2 separate regions of the Gasterosteus aculeatus genome follow, and region 2 is linked to region 1. The links are chromatin contacts, called in public Hi-C maps. All regions are on one chromosome and are shown on one strand. The core of a region is the stretch at or near the end of the contact, and the rest is flanking DNA. Distances in the headings are between cores, read along the strand shown. Region 1 holds the start of mtcl2 (microtubule crosslinking factor 2). Region 2 overlaps mtcl2 (microtubule crosslinking factor 2).

The links. A called contact is a pair of places that touch in the nucleus more often than the background predicts.
Region 2: a contact with region 1 is called in a Hi-C map of whole body, with 2.8 times the contacts expected there. The contact joins the enhancer-like site here to the promoter of mtcl2 in region 1. A contact is called at or near these places in 4 of 6 Hi-C or Micro-C datasets (skeletal muscle, tail fin and whole body).

Annotation. Positions count from the first base shown.
Region 1 is chr2:15,440,691-15,447,436 of fGasAcu3.hap1.1, forward strand. It overlaps mtcl2 (microtubule crosslinking factor 2), which reads left to right and starts at 3,725. Exons shown (of 24, transcript XM_078086245.1): 1 at 3,725-5,087. The coding sequence starts at 4,128.
Region 2 is chr2:15,477,665-15,484,410 of fGasAcu3.hap1.1, forward strand. It overlaps mtcl2 (microtubule crosslinking factor 2), which reads left to right. Exons shown (of 24, transcript XM_078086245.1): 5 at 3,489-3,551; 6 at 5,387-5,554; 7 at 5,958-6,009; 8 at 6,012-6,110; 9 at 6,381-6,746. Among protein-coding and RNA genes, the nearest start is that of LOC144389403, 34 kb to the right of the region's middle. Within about 2 kb of position 2,712, at least 2 of the 9 cell types and tissues checked have open chromatin away from gene starts, as enhancers often do.

The DNA of each region.
Region 1 (6,746 bases), core at 2,475-4,974:
TAGTATCGTAGGACAAAATGTTAGATGCTTTAACAAAAGCCGGTTTTAACACCGAAACTTTAAGAAGAGGGAACCGAAAGACCAATAATGTCGATGTCACATTTCTGGGTTTTAGGACAGATGCCTGCAGCACTACAGACTATCTGAACCCTCGTGTCAGCAGGCAGAACGCAGCAGTGGCACCGCGAATGCAGCTCTTCTTCATAACCACCAACACACTGCTTTCAATTACCTGGCTGAAGATAACTTGCCAGGATAGCAAGTTTCCATTACTGTCTTTTTTTGCACCTAAAAAAAGCAGACTGAACACGATGCATGCTAATACCCAGAATGGACGTCAATGAAAGGCCCACCAGGGTGATTTTTCACAGACAATCAGTAAAATAAGGTTAAATATGTTACCGAGTATTTGATCAGCATCGGGTCTCCTCCCTCCAGTCATCAAGGCCTAAACGACGGCAGATGGGGTGAGGCCTCCGTCACCTTGTGGATGTTTCAATGACTGACATCTGACGTCAGGCAAACAAGTAATGAAGCAAAATCATCCCTGATCCGACACAAAAAAGAATCCAAGAACTGTTTAGAAGATTAACACAGTGTGTCAGAGAAAGATCTAAGCTTCCGAGGGCTCTGATCACATGACATGTTGCCCAGTTTCAAGTTACATATTCTATTTCCTTAATAACCCCAAAAGAAAACTAAACAAAGTAACTGGGAAATTAAAACATTCGTCAAATATCCAATACGATCACAAATATTGCACACAACTATGAGAAGAATACAAATGAGACAAATAAAATACTAACATATATTTATTACATAAAACTGCTTTTTTTTTTTTTACCATTTGCCAGATTTGTATGAAAGATGCGGTCAAGGCAACTTCTGCTTGGGTGGCAGAAAAAGCTTTGGCCCCTGTAGTGGTAACTGTGGTCTGACATGTAACGCGAACCGTAAGAGAGATACGGAGGGGAAAAAATCAAGCTTTGGTTCCTGTTCCTGTGTTTTTAAACAAATACATTTTGGTACATCAGCTAATTATGAATTTGCTACACTACAGTAGATTGTGCTTCGTACAGGGTCGTCAGTGTGGATCTGGCTGTTTGTGTTGCACTTAGGTTTCTGCTTAATTAATGAATTATTTAACAGCACGTTACTACCCCCCCTTATACAATGAATGGCCTGTTCATTAATGATTCAAAGATCCAATCTACTATGCCAAAGTTCCGATGTTGAATTAGAACCTTGATAAAAGTGCGATTTGAGCATAGAATTAAAATGAACAAAGGGGAAACAAAAATAGCACGTATGACATTGACCTCTCGTGACAAATTAGTTCAGGCTTGCGCTGTATAAAGCAGGCCTATTGGCACCTAAATGTCCCATTACGTTTAGAACATGCAATGTAAAAAAGCACAGTGAGCCTTTTATTGGCTGTATTTATGGTGTGAATGAAGACGATCAGTCGTTCAGATGTAGTTCTACGGCTGCCACGGCAAGATCGTGGGTGATGAATGATTTAAAAGGCTGCTGCATAATAACGGTATCATATCATTATGGTGTCCTTCTATGGATGTAATATCCCTGCCGGCGGATTTAAAAATGCCAGAGAAGTAAGGAAATGTGAAAGTTGGGTGAGAAAAGATTTCTTCTTTTTTTAAATGTCTTTTTCTTCAATGAACAATTGAGTCCGACATGACATCCAAAGCTTCAGCGTGGATTGGATTCAGGATGGAGACAGTTCACTAATCATTGGTCTTAATTCAGTTTCTTTTCATACAGCTGGATTTGAATGCTGTTGATGATGTTGAATAGTTCCCTCTCTTCATACAGACCCTTGTCATCTCCAAAGTGGAAACAAACTGTGAGACCTGACAGCGATTGGCACCATAATTAATTTAATTTTTTATGAGCTCTGCAATCTTATCCCTTTTGTCACATATTATTTGAGCACATGTACAATATTGTCAGTATCAGAGACCTTCTATATTTTCAGGAAAATTGTGTGAGTGGCTCATAAATCATTCAGGCGCTTTGACTCTGCAAGCCACCAGAGCCTTTATCGACGGTTATGAGACTTTAATCTGATGACGGTCACAGTTCAATAAACAGCCACAACAGAGACAGGAGATCGAGAGCAGAGTAGAGAATAGAGTTCTTGTTGCGTTGACGTTGGGAGTTAAAAGGCTTTGGAAGAGTGTGTACATACGTGCAGTCAGGAAGCAGCACACACGTGGAGAGGAAACATGAATACGGTTGTTATTAGAGATTAAAGCATGTCTCGTTCCGCTTTTTAGCTTTAATAATAGAACGGGTCATCCACACAATGTCCCTGTCACTTGTAGGAAATACTGCAGAAACACACTTTTAACCGTGGAAGGTTTCTTCTTGCACCGTGTGGATGTACGTACCAGGACACGTGCTGTAAGAAGGTATGTATGTAGATAGATAGAAAGGTTCCTGCTCTGTAATGCTGTTATAGGGACTGCAACAGAGAATGTGTTGAGACTTTCTGTCTAATAAGGTAAATTAATCATGACATAAATAGCTGTATATAATCTTGTCAAAGATTAGTTTGGATATTCTATAAAAGCCAATTATCTGTATCTATATGGACATTGGGATTGAGTTTATATGTCAAAATCAGCAGCTGACTTGGGGGAAACTTTACAGCCAACGTTAACTGGTATCAGTCTGTTGGGTGGAACACATTAGGCCTCTATTCAATCGGATATTATGTGACATGATTAAATGTATGCCTTGATTTTATAAACCTTCTTCCTTAAATCTTTTCAGACATATTTTACTGACAGACCTTGTCATGGCGTCAGAGGAATCCCAACACTATAACTAGTGCGACAATGACCAATGCTGCTAATGTTTCTAGTATTACCACTTCCTGGAGCCATAAAGTGGTTTTGTTGTGTAACTTTGAGGCACAAAGGCATATAGGTAAGTGCCCGCTAATGAGAACAGGTGAGGATGGAAAAGCAAACAGTTTTTGAACGTGTCGTATGCCTGTAAACAAGGTGCGATGTAATGCAAGGGCATCGGCGTGGTAATTGAATGCTACGGAATACGGATTAAAAGGATTGAAAGACACGCAGCACACTGAACACGCGTCGGATCGTGTTCTCCCGTTTAAGACTTACATTGGAAATGTGTAATGGCCTCTAAACCACTAATACTGCTACTGGTACTACTGCTCATACTGGTACTTCGACTGCAACCTTTCCTGATGCTACAAATACTTTAATTTGACTGTTATTACGACTACTACTAATACAAACGCAATACTACTATTACTACAACTAATTCCACCAATATTTCAACAACTGTAGAAGACACATTTAGGCTAATATTTCATATTTATGTACTTTATTTGCGTCCATCCATTGTGGTTAACATTGTTTTAAGATAAGCAAACCAACAGACGTCGTCTGTGTCTTTGAGAATGACATTAAGGTAAAAAATCTCCTAAAATGAAAGGTCTTTAATTATTTTCCCGCTTTACATTTAAAATATCTATCCATGAATAATAAATATTGTTGGATCTATGCCGGTGAATCCAGCTTCATCGCTCAGAGCATCCATACTTTATTCTGTTTAGCATTATTACTGTCTTCTAATATCCTGCAGTGGCGGCGACAGAGAGCTGCAGAAGTCTCTCCCTCCCTCCCCCCCCCCCTCCCCCCCGTCCCTCTCTCTCCTCCAGGTCCGTTATCTGGGCGGAGAAACGCAGAGAGGGAGAAGCACATCCTCCCCTGTTCTGTTCGCCCCCCCCCCCCCCACAGTGTGAGCAGGGACCGGCTCGTTGGTGTCACCGGGACAGGCGCCCTGCAGAGAGGACGCGGCTCCATTACAACAAAGAGGAATACATTAATACATTTTTTTTGGGCCACACGCGCGGTGGGAAACGGGATTATTCGCGGCGTTTTCTGCAGCTTTCGGACGCCGCTTCCGGCTTCCCCGCCTCGCTGCTCCCGCGGTGCTCGGAGCGAGAATCGCCACCTTTTTGTTTATCGACCCTCCAACTTCTGCCTCGTCTTTCACCGGAACGGCGGAGGGTTTTTATTTTATTTTGTTTTGTTGTTTCAGTTCTTCTCGCGTCGGCACAAGCGGAATGAATGACAAAAACAAAGGAGGTTGATGTCCACAGCGCCCCGACTCAGGTCGTCTTCGCCTCGCCCAAGGAACGGAGACTCCATCTCCTCCGGCAGAAGATGGACAGCGGAGCCGGGACGGAGGAGGGCTCGGGCGGCGGGCAGCCGCGGCACGCGGAGCCCTCCGCGACGGTGAGCGGCCGTCCCCCGGGCGAGAAGAAGAAGAAGAAGATCAACCGGGCGCCGTCCCCGGCCAGACCGAAGGAGGCGCCCGGTTGGTCGCTCACCAAGATCCGCGGGGGGATCGGGACCCCGACGCTGAGCGTCAAACCGGGAGCCATCCACCTGGGCAGCCGCGTGTCCCGGCGCAGCCCCGTGGGGGGGCTCCCCGGGAAGGACGGCAAGGCGGAGAAGAGCGGCGGCGGGAAGCTGGCGGGCAAAGCCTCCCCGACGCCGTCTAAGACGGCCAAGGCGGCCAAGGGCACCGGCGGCCGGAGGAAGGCGTCGGACGCCAGCACCGGGTCCGACGACGCGTCCAAGGACTCCGGCTGCGCCACCGGGAAGCTGTCCCCCACCGACAGCAGCTCCGAGCTGTCGGACTGCGCCTCTGAGGAAAACAAGCTGTCCGCCGACGCGGCGAGCAGCGACGCCGAGTCCAGGAGCAGCCGGGGCGGCGGGCCGGACGGGGAGAGGCCGCTCAGGGACGGCGCGCTGGCGGACAGAGCTCGCCGCCACGCCGCCGCCACGAGCGCCCGTTCCTCCGCCGCGGAGAGGGACTGCAGGGACCGCCTGTCCCTGGGCGCGGAGACCGCGGAGGGCGGCGTGTCCCCCGGCGAGGAGCGCTCGGCCACCTCGTTTGACAGCAGGGTCCCTGCCAGCACGTCGCTGGCTTTCTCCGACCTCACGGAGGAGTTCATGGACGGCATGCACGAGGAGTTTGTCCGGGAAATAGAGGAGCTGAGATCGGAGAACGATTACCTGAAGGTAACCCCCCTTTATATCAGTGTCTGTGGAGGTGTAGATTAGTCAGTCCGTTACGTTATAACGGGTGGAAGTGTCTCACACCAAGATCCCCCGGCCTGTGACTCGGTAACGTGGTGTTTATTATTACACAGTTCACTCTGACTTGTTTCCCAGTGTGCAGAGATGCCTTTGGGTGCCATCCAAGGCTACTCACTGCCAGAAGGGTGGCGGTGTCATGAACAAAGCCTGCTCCATCAGGGAAAACATGCAGCCTCGCTTCACGCGGAGTGAAATTTAGGGGATTTCGTTTTCTTGCACAATGTTGGGAAAATGGGAAAGCACAGAAATTCGAGTGTTGTGTCAAACTGAACCCCCACCCCCCATCCGAAAAACAACAACAACCAGCCCATCGCATGATCATCATCAGGTCCTGGACTCTCATGTCGTCAGGTTTCGACCCTGGTGGCGTCACTCAGCTCCCACAAAGTAGAGTCGTGTTTTATACATGCATGCATACATTTATCAAGCTGCTCCATCCGGCCTTTAGAGGGATTGATTAGAGGAAGGATGAATTATATTAACTTGTTCCCAAGCACTAACCAGAGAAGCCAATAATTGTCACCGATTGGTTGTGGAGGTTGACTGATGACTTTCCTAAACCGGCGCCTCGTCAGCTTGTGTTGGAGGCTTGAGAACGTTGGTGGAGCTTCAGCCTGAAAAAGAGTTGCATTCATTAATCACGTGGGTTGTAAAATTCTGGTAATATTCAAAGTTCACGAATGAGCTGGAAGTATTTGGGTAATTTAACTGTGTTTGCCTTGTGATAAATGACAATGCAGCATTTTGTGTTGTCATTAGCAGATATGGATGCAAACATTGACAAAAAATGACATTTCTGACTCAAACCATGCGTGAGAAGAACTTTATTCCTTCATTGAATCACAAAAACATGACCTTTGAATGAAACAGTGTATTCCTTATGATCCCCCCTCCAAAAAGCCCACTTCTAAATGTCAAATGAATTAAGCGTCTCGAGTTTTAGTGTTTCCTGCACATGTGATGGAGGAATACTTTGATCCATTTGACCTATTTGATCAGTAATTATGACACACTAACTTTTTTGATGAACAGCCACGAATGATGGAGGTGATGGTGGACTTTTGTGTGGTAAACAGTCGGCCTACTCTATACAAATAGTGTTGGTCTTCAGTTTACCAAGTAATCAATATATTAGGCAAAATCCCCATTGAATGTTTCTGGAAAGCTTCTCCCCCTTTGCAACGCGATTTGTCACTACGGGTGTAAACGCTCTCACAGACATACGACATTACACAATAACGCTATTCTCAATGATGGATTACCGCCATACAACTCACTAGATTATTACTTTTAGTTATGTTATCCATGAATGATGATCCTCATGGCTTCCTATTGTTATGTCGCCGTGATTGGTTTCAATTTAGGCCATTTATGGAGCAACAATATGAGTTTTTAGACGCTTGTCATGATTCTCCCTGGGGGGGCCTTGCATTGAGGTGTGGGTGCTGTTGCAGCTGTGAGCAGCACCTGTTTAGTAACCAGAAGAGGAAAACAACACGCTGCTGCTGTGGAGTCAAGCTGCCCCTCAATCTCTGGCTCTCAGTCCGATTATGTTTTTCTCCCCAGCATCCGAGTGCTGCC
Region 2 (6,746 bases), core at 1,462-3,961, 36 kb after region 1:
GATTTTACGCCGTAAATAGCACTATTCTAGCGTAAAACATCACTTCCATCCATCGTTACCCCCCCCCCCCCCACACACACTCACACACACACGGCGTAGTTAAGCAACTCATTGTGCGATGTCTTCGTTCCAGTGTGTGTGTGGCGGTGATGATAGAGAGACGTGAGTGTGGTGCTCTTCAGGCTGAGATTGGCCCGTCGCCTGCACTTCAAATAAATCACTTTCCCCTCCACAAACCCACACACACACACACACACGTTTCTCCTAAAAGCAACCCACCAATGCGGTCGTTGGCTCTTGCAAAGATGTGCTTTGAAGGAGGGAAGAGAGTTTCAGTAACTCCACCGAAAAAAATTCTAAATCTAAATTAAAATGTAGTCATTTAAATATTTTTTTTTTAGCTCAGCTTTAAAGAAAAGGCAGATGTTTTTGGGAGAGACGGACCAGCTGTTTCCCTCGGCTTTCTGTCCTCGTGCTAAGCTAAGCTAGGCTGGTCCCCTCCGGGCCGGTCGACTGGTCCTCACCCGGCTGAGAGGCTGCTGTGTGTTTATTCTACTGGAGACGCAGAGTGCCCCAAAAGAAAATGCTACACGTCCCTGCTTGGAAAAAAGAAACGATTAAATGGTTTCCTCCCGCTCGCCGGGCGGCTCTTTGGGATTTCACGCCTTGTTGCCTCCGGTGAGTCCGTACGCCCGGAGCCAATCACATTCCTGTGCCGCTTCCTCTCTCCCTTTCTCAGAGGGACGTCCCATTTATTGTCGGTTAACCTGCGCGACGGGCGGCAACCTGACGGAGCCGTCGAAGCCATTTCCACTCGGAAACCACGTCGGCACTCGGGAGAAACTTTGCTCCGGTCTGTCGCACGGACGGCAGCATCTCAACCCGGCACAGTTTTTTGTGGCCTCTCGTCCGGCTAAATGTATTTGCATTTCTACACAGTTCTCTACGAATATTTGCGGTGTGCTTTCCAGCCTGTATTCAGTTTCAACGTTGTTCTCAGCGTACGTGGCCCACATGTTCTCCCTGATCGCAGCCTCATCCTCATCCAACCCCCCCAGTGACCGTCTCCTCCTCCTTCCCTCTCTGTCCACAGCGCTTTTCCTCCGTCAGGAAGAGGACGGGCCTGGCGGGCATTCATGTCTTTGGACATTCATCCACAGATCGCTGCCTTTGACGTCCTTTTTTTCCTCCCCCGTTGTTGTCCTTTCATCCGTCTCCCCCCACCGTCAGCTTGTCCCTTTCGTAGAATCAACAATGTGATGACCGTGAAATACGGTGAAACGTTACCGGACAAAACCTTTGCTAGGAAAGCAGAGGACACCGCTAGGAGCTGTTAAATATCAGATTACATGGCAGTCAACCTGTTACCTTATCTGCAGTGTAACTGAAGACCTGCAGGCTTGGAAACATGAGAGCCAGGCTCTGGTCACACTGTGTGTGTGTGTGTGCGTGTGTGTGTGTGTGTGTGTGTGTGTGTGTGTGTGTGTGTGTGTGTGTGTGTGTGTGTGTGTGTGTGTGTGTGTGTGCTTTAACATAACGAATATTGAACATTAATGATAATTGCTGTTGTAAAAAGGAGAAGTTGGGCCTTAACATCTGGACTTTAAACCGACGGCTCATGCGCTTCTTGTAACCGAAAGCAAGCGAGACGCACTTCAGCCTGACGATGATCCGTTTCGACAGCCTGACTCAGCAGGTCGTTGGTTTTGCAGCCATTTGGTATTTCCTGCCGCGCTGTGATGTCACGGTCAGTAGAGCGCTCTCTGGCAGGGCTGCTCTTATTATCACTGTCGTTCACCATCGACGATGTTGCCAAAACGTGTGCTGTGACATGCGTGTGCTTCTCACTATGAGGGTTTTTTACAGGGCTGATGAAAAGTAGAGGCTTGTTTTATTGGTTTATTTGTCTGATCTCTTGAATTATTTCAACGTTTACGAAACAATAACATAAAGCTTAGACACGTGTTTAAAAAAGCTTTCAAACTGCCCTTATATTCAAACACTTTCCCTTTAATAGTCATTTCTCCATAAAAGTGACTTCTAATACGCATTGGGATTTTGTTTCGCAATCTCTTTTTTTCCTCTCGCTAAATCGCCCTCGGATGAATTAGCATGAATTAATTGATGTCTTAATGCCCCCCTGCGCCCCCCCGCCTGCAAGTGAACACTGCTCAGCTGAGAGTTTGAACCAATAATCCCAACATCTGCTCAACATCCAGACTAAATCAGTGGTTCTGCCATCAGGCTCATTGAACATTTAGTTTTCGTGCGACCCGATAAACTGTTGCTAAGGTAGGAAAGGTGACACATATGGAGAGGAAAGGAGCTAGGAGAGAGGGAATGGCGGCAGAAAATGAAATGCAGAGCGTAAGACTGGAAATAAACATCAGACAAAGATGCTGATGCCGCACTGCAAACTCCACCTCAGAGGCATCAGAGGAATTAATGAGAAAAGTCCCGAGAGCTCCACGGTTTCCATATTTCAACAATTCACTTCAAACATAAAAAATAACCTTCAATTTACATTTGGGGTACATGAAAAGGACACATGATGACCTAATTATAGTAGTTATTTCTTATTTTCTTGTCCTTTCCTTTCTCACCTTTTCTGCCCTCCAGCTCTTTCTTTTGTTGTCGATGCTTGGTTGCAGTGAGAGTAGCTTGTTTCCATGGAAACGGATTGAGCCAGATGAGCTAAGCTCCTCGTACTGCAGCGTCTCTCCCCAGTGTGTGTGTGTGTGTGTGTGTGTGTGTGTGTGTGATTGCGTGATTGCTCTTGGATCTTGAGAGAAGGAAGCATGATGATTTATGAGAGTCTAATGCTCTGGGCCGACACTCGTGTGCGTGTGTGTGTGTGTGTGGGTGTGTGAGTTTGTAGCAATGCAGCCACATTTTTGGTTTGTGTCATCAGGGCTGAGATCACCTCTTAATTTTTATACCTTTCACGTCACCTTCTCCTCCTTTATTTCTCACTCTTCTTACATTTCTACCTCCACCTCACGGCTGTAATTCCACACTCTTATCATCCGTGTCGCCGTGGTGATCAAAATCGCTACGGGGTCACTGTGACATCTGGGGCTCAGCGTGAGAGAGAGAGGAACTTGTCATGTGATCTACACCGAATGTCAAAGTATACCTTTCACGAGCTTTAACCGGAGGTCATCTTGGCACACTGTGGAGATTCAGTCTTCAACGTCTGCAAAAATAACAACTATGTGCATTATTGTGTCATGCCTGTGCATCAGCTGGCAGTTGCTCTCTTCATATATGATGACGGTGAAATAAATGTTTTTGGGAAAACAAGGGGCGGTAGTTAGTGTATTTCAGCGTAATGTCTGCAAGAGGAGGAAATACAAAATTGATCTCGTGAAAATAATGAGTGTAAACGAGTGTATTTAGTGCACACTGTTCCTCTGCAGGCGCTCGCTCTGTGCCGCAGACAGTTGACAGTCCTCACTAACGCCACTCTGTATGTGTCTGTGTTTCAGAGCTCCCAGAGGAAAAGAGGAGCACGAGCCAACAACAAACCTGACAAGAAGCTCTGTCCACAGGTAACAAACACACACACACACACACACCCTTATGTTCCTCAAGATGGGCCAACAAATCGATAAGAGACACAAAGTGCTGTCAAAAGTTGACTACAATGCTTGTTTCAGCAGCTAAAGCTATAAGACACTTAAACCTGGAGGGGGGGGGGGGCGTCATTCTAAGTGTAAAAAATGGATAACAAATAGTTAACCACCATGTATCCACACATAACATTTGGTTTATTATACATACACAGTCACACACTGCAACTTCACCTATTACCACAACAACAGCCCTGTTTGGGCTGTTTGCAAATCTCCGTATCCAGGTAAGCAGATGACGATATCCTAAATACAAGAAATATATTTAAGTAAATATTATATTTTTGTTGAGTCAGCGTCGCTAGAGGCAGCTGCGTGCAGAAATGTTATTACATGTACTACAGCTGACCGTAACTGTGAGTTATTCCCTCCTACGCGTCTCAACGCCGAGCAGCACTTCCTTCAAACGGGGACGATCAGACTCATTTGGAAACACGCGTATTCACTGGTGCATGCGCAATCTAGCTGTGAATGATGAGCGGCGGCCGGAGGAGAAAGTCACGGGCGAGGGAGTCGCTGCATGCGCCGAGGACCGTTCGTCAATCGATCACAGGGCGCAGACCACCGTTCACTCTCGCATTACTGCGGGCAATCCAGAGTCACAATTAACCCGAGCGGCTGCTCACAAACTCCTCCACCCAGTAATTGCCGCAGGGCCTTCTTGCCGCCGGGCGACAGCGGTAGCCACCGCACCGCCGATTCTGTCATGTCCAGAGATCTGTCACGTTTGAGCCTTTTTTGAGTGCGTGTCCTCCTCGCGGCTCGTATCTGGGCTGCGCATGCGTCTCTCTCAGATGTGGTCTGCGACCTGTTTCCTCCGGGGATCTCGCTATCTGTCCAAACAAGCCGTGTGCCGCTCGGAGCAGATACATCAGCATTTTCTCCTCGTCACCCTTTTCTCTCTTTTCTCCCCCATCTTACCCTGCAGTTATTTGTCCTCACTGTATTCCTTGGAAAACCCACTTGTTGTTTTTGCTCGGGTTTAAGATCAGGCCTCGACGACGCACTACCTCCTCTTCATTCTGCCTCACTTCTCTACCAAAAAGATAATTTTTTCCTTGACAGCAGTTTCTGAGCTCCCCTTGCCTCCTTCATTTTTCCGAGGCCCTAAAATAATTCAACCACAGCTGAAAGGCTTGTTTTTCCAGGCATTCTGGGAGTTAGAAGTGTATGAGATCAGGTTTGACGGAGACACAGATTAAAAAGCCACAGGACTGACTTATCGCCACAGAAGGTGATTGCGGTGACGTAAATTCTTTCAGCAACATCTCCCCCCGTCTGCTAACCCGCGCCCGGGCTTCCTCTCCAAGCCACATACCATAAACGCTCGACCCGCTGGCGCTCGTCCTCGTTTAATGTGGTTGGAAATGCTCCACAGGCAGTAAAACAAATCCAGCCAGAGAGCTGCTTGTGAGGAGTGAGCGGCAGGAGGACACCTCAGGTCAGCAGTGCTTACAATGGAGATACACGCATCAATACATGGTAGTTTTTAGGTTGAGACCTTCGATGAACTCTGAAGCAAGTGGAACGGTTTAAAGCTGATTTATGGCCCCCGGGGGACAGAAAGACACGCTCGCTCTCCAACAGAAACACAGCCGTCCTGTAGCTGCTTTGCTCTGCTCCTTTTTTGTGTTCTTCCGTAATGCCTCACGAGGAGCAAACAGCAGCACGACTTTGTCCTAACAGACGTGTGCCCCTTCCGCGAAGCAGCAGTCCGGACGCGCTTAATGTCTCTCTCTGTCCCGTCTCCACAGGAGGACAGCTCGGACCTTAAATGTCAGCTCCACTTCGCCAAGGAGGAGACGGCCCTGATGTGCAAGAAGCTGACCAAACTGGTGAAGGACGGCGACGCCATGAAGGAGGAGCTGGCCAAGTTCAGGTCGCTGTACGGGGACGTCAACGCCTCGCTCACCGTGGAGGAGGTGAGTGGACGAGGAGGAGGACGGGCGGCAGCGACCTGTGACGATGTAGTGGTTAGTTAACCAGGCTGTGAAATAGTTAGAGTCAGAAATCACCGCACAATGAAGGAGCATTTCACACTGATGTCACAGTAATACAACAGACATCTTCATGCGCTTTAGCTCTCTCACTCTGGCCGTTTGCATGAGAGAAGTTGACTTTCCAGTCACATGTGATGAGGATTTCAATATCCAGGACTTTGTTGTTCGTAGGACGGATTGTCCTCTCAATCCATGATGTAAAACGATTGTATGGAAAAGGGTAGAAACACTTAGAAGCCCTTCAATATAATAAAAGGTAAACCGCTGATAAAAGCGTGCGATTAACAGGATAATTGAGTTAATTGAGAGTATTTCTCCCCCTCAGGTCGCTGACTCCCCTCACACGCGTGAGGCGGAGATCAGAGTCCACCTGAAGCTGGTGAAGAGGAGGCCAACCTGCTGAGTCGGCGCATCGTTGAGCTGGAGGTGGAGAACAGGGGCCTGCGAGCAGAGATGGACGACATGAAGGGACCACAAGGTAGTTTGTTAGAGGCAGAGACTCTATGACGCGTTTATTTGACTCCCCCCTCAGAGACGTGAGCCCATCTGGAGGTGGAATTCATCTTAAATGTACTGAAAAACAAGGAGGAACATTTGAAACAGAATGTGTTTGGATCAGCACTCTTATCTAACGCTCGGCAATAAAACAAACTACTCCTCTCAGACTTTATGTTTTTGATATCTGTATTAACTTTGATAAGTTATGTTTCACAGTCTCCACTAACTGCTCCTTTTTTCTTTTCCCCAGATGGTCCGCAGGAGCTTACTGGTATCGGTGGCAGTCTTGGCCTGGGAGGGGCCATGGTACTCGGGGGAGGGGCTTCATCTGAAAACGTCATGGAGCTTCAGCGACACCTCCAGTTTGTGGAGGAGGAGGCGGAGCTGCTGAGAAGGTCTCTCATCGAGATCGAGGAACAGAACAAGCTCCTGATGAATGAGATAAACCGCTATAAATCGGATCTGCCGCCCCCGACGTCCGCACTGTCGTCCAACTCCTTGGCGGCGCTGACGGACGGGCTGCTCAGCGACAGCCGGGTGCACTGCATTCAGGAAGGGGCGGTGCTCATCAGCACAGACGCCCCGGCCCACGAGGAGGAGATCAGACTGGCGAGGC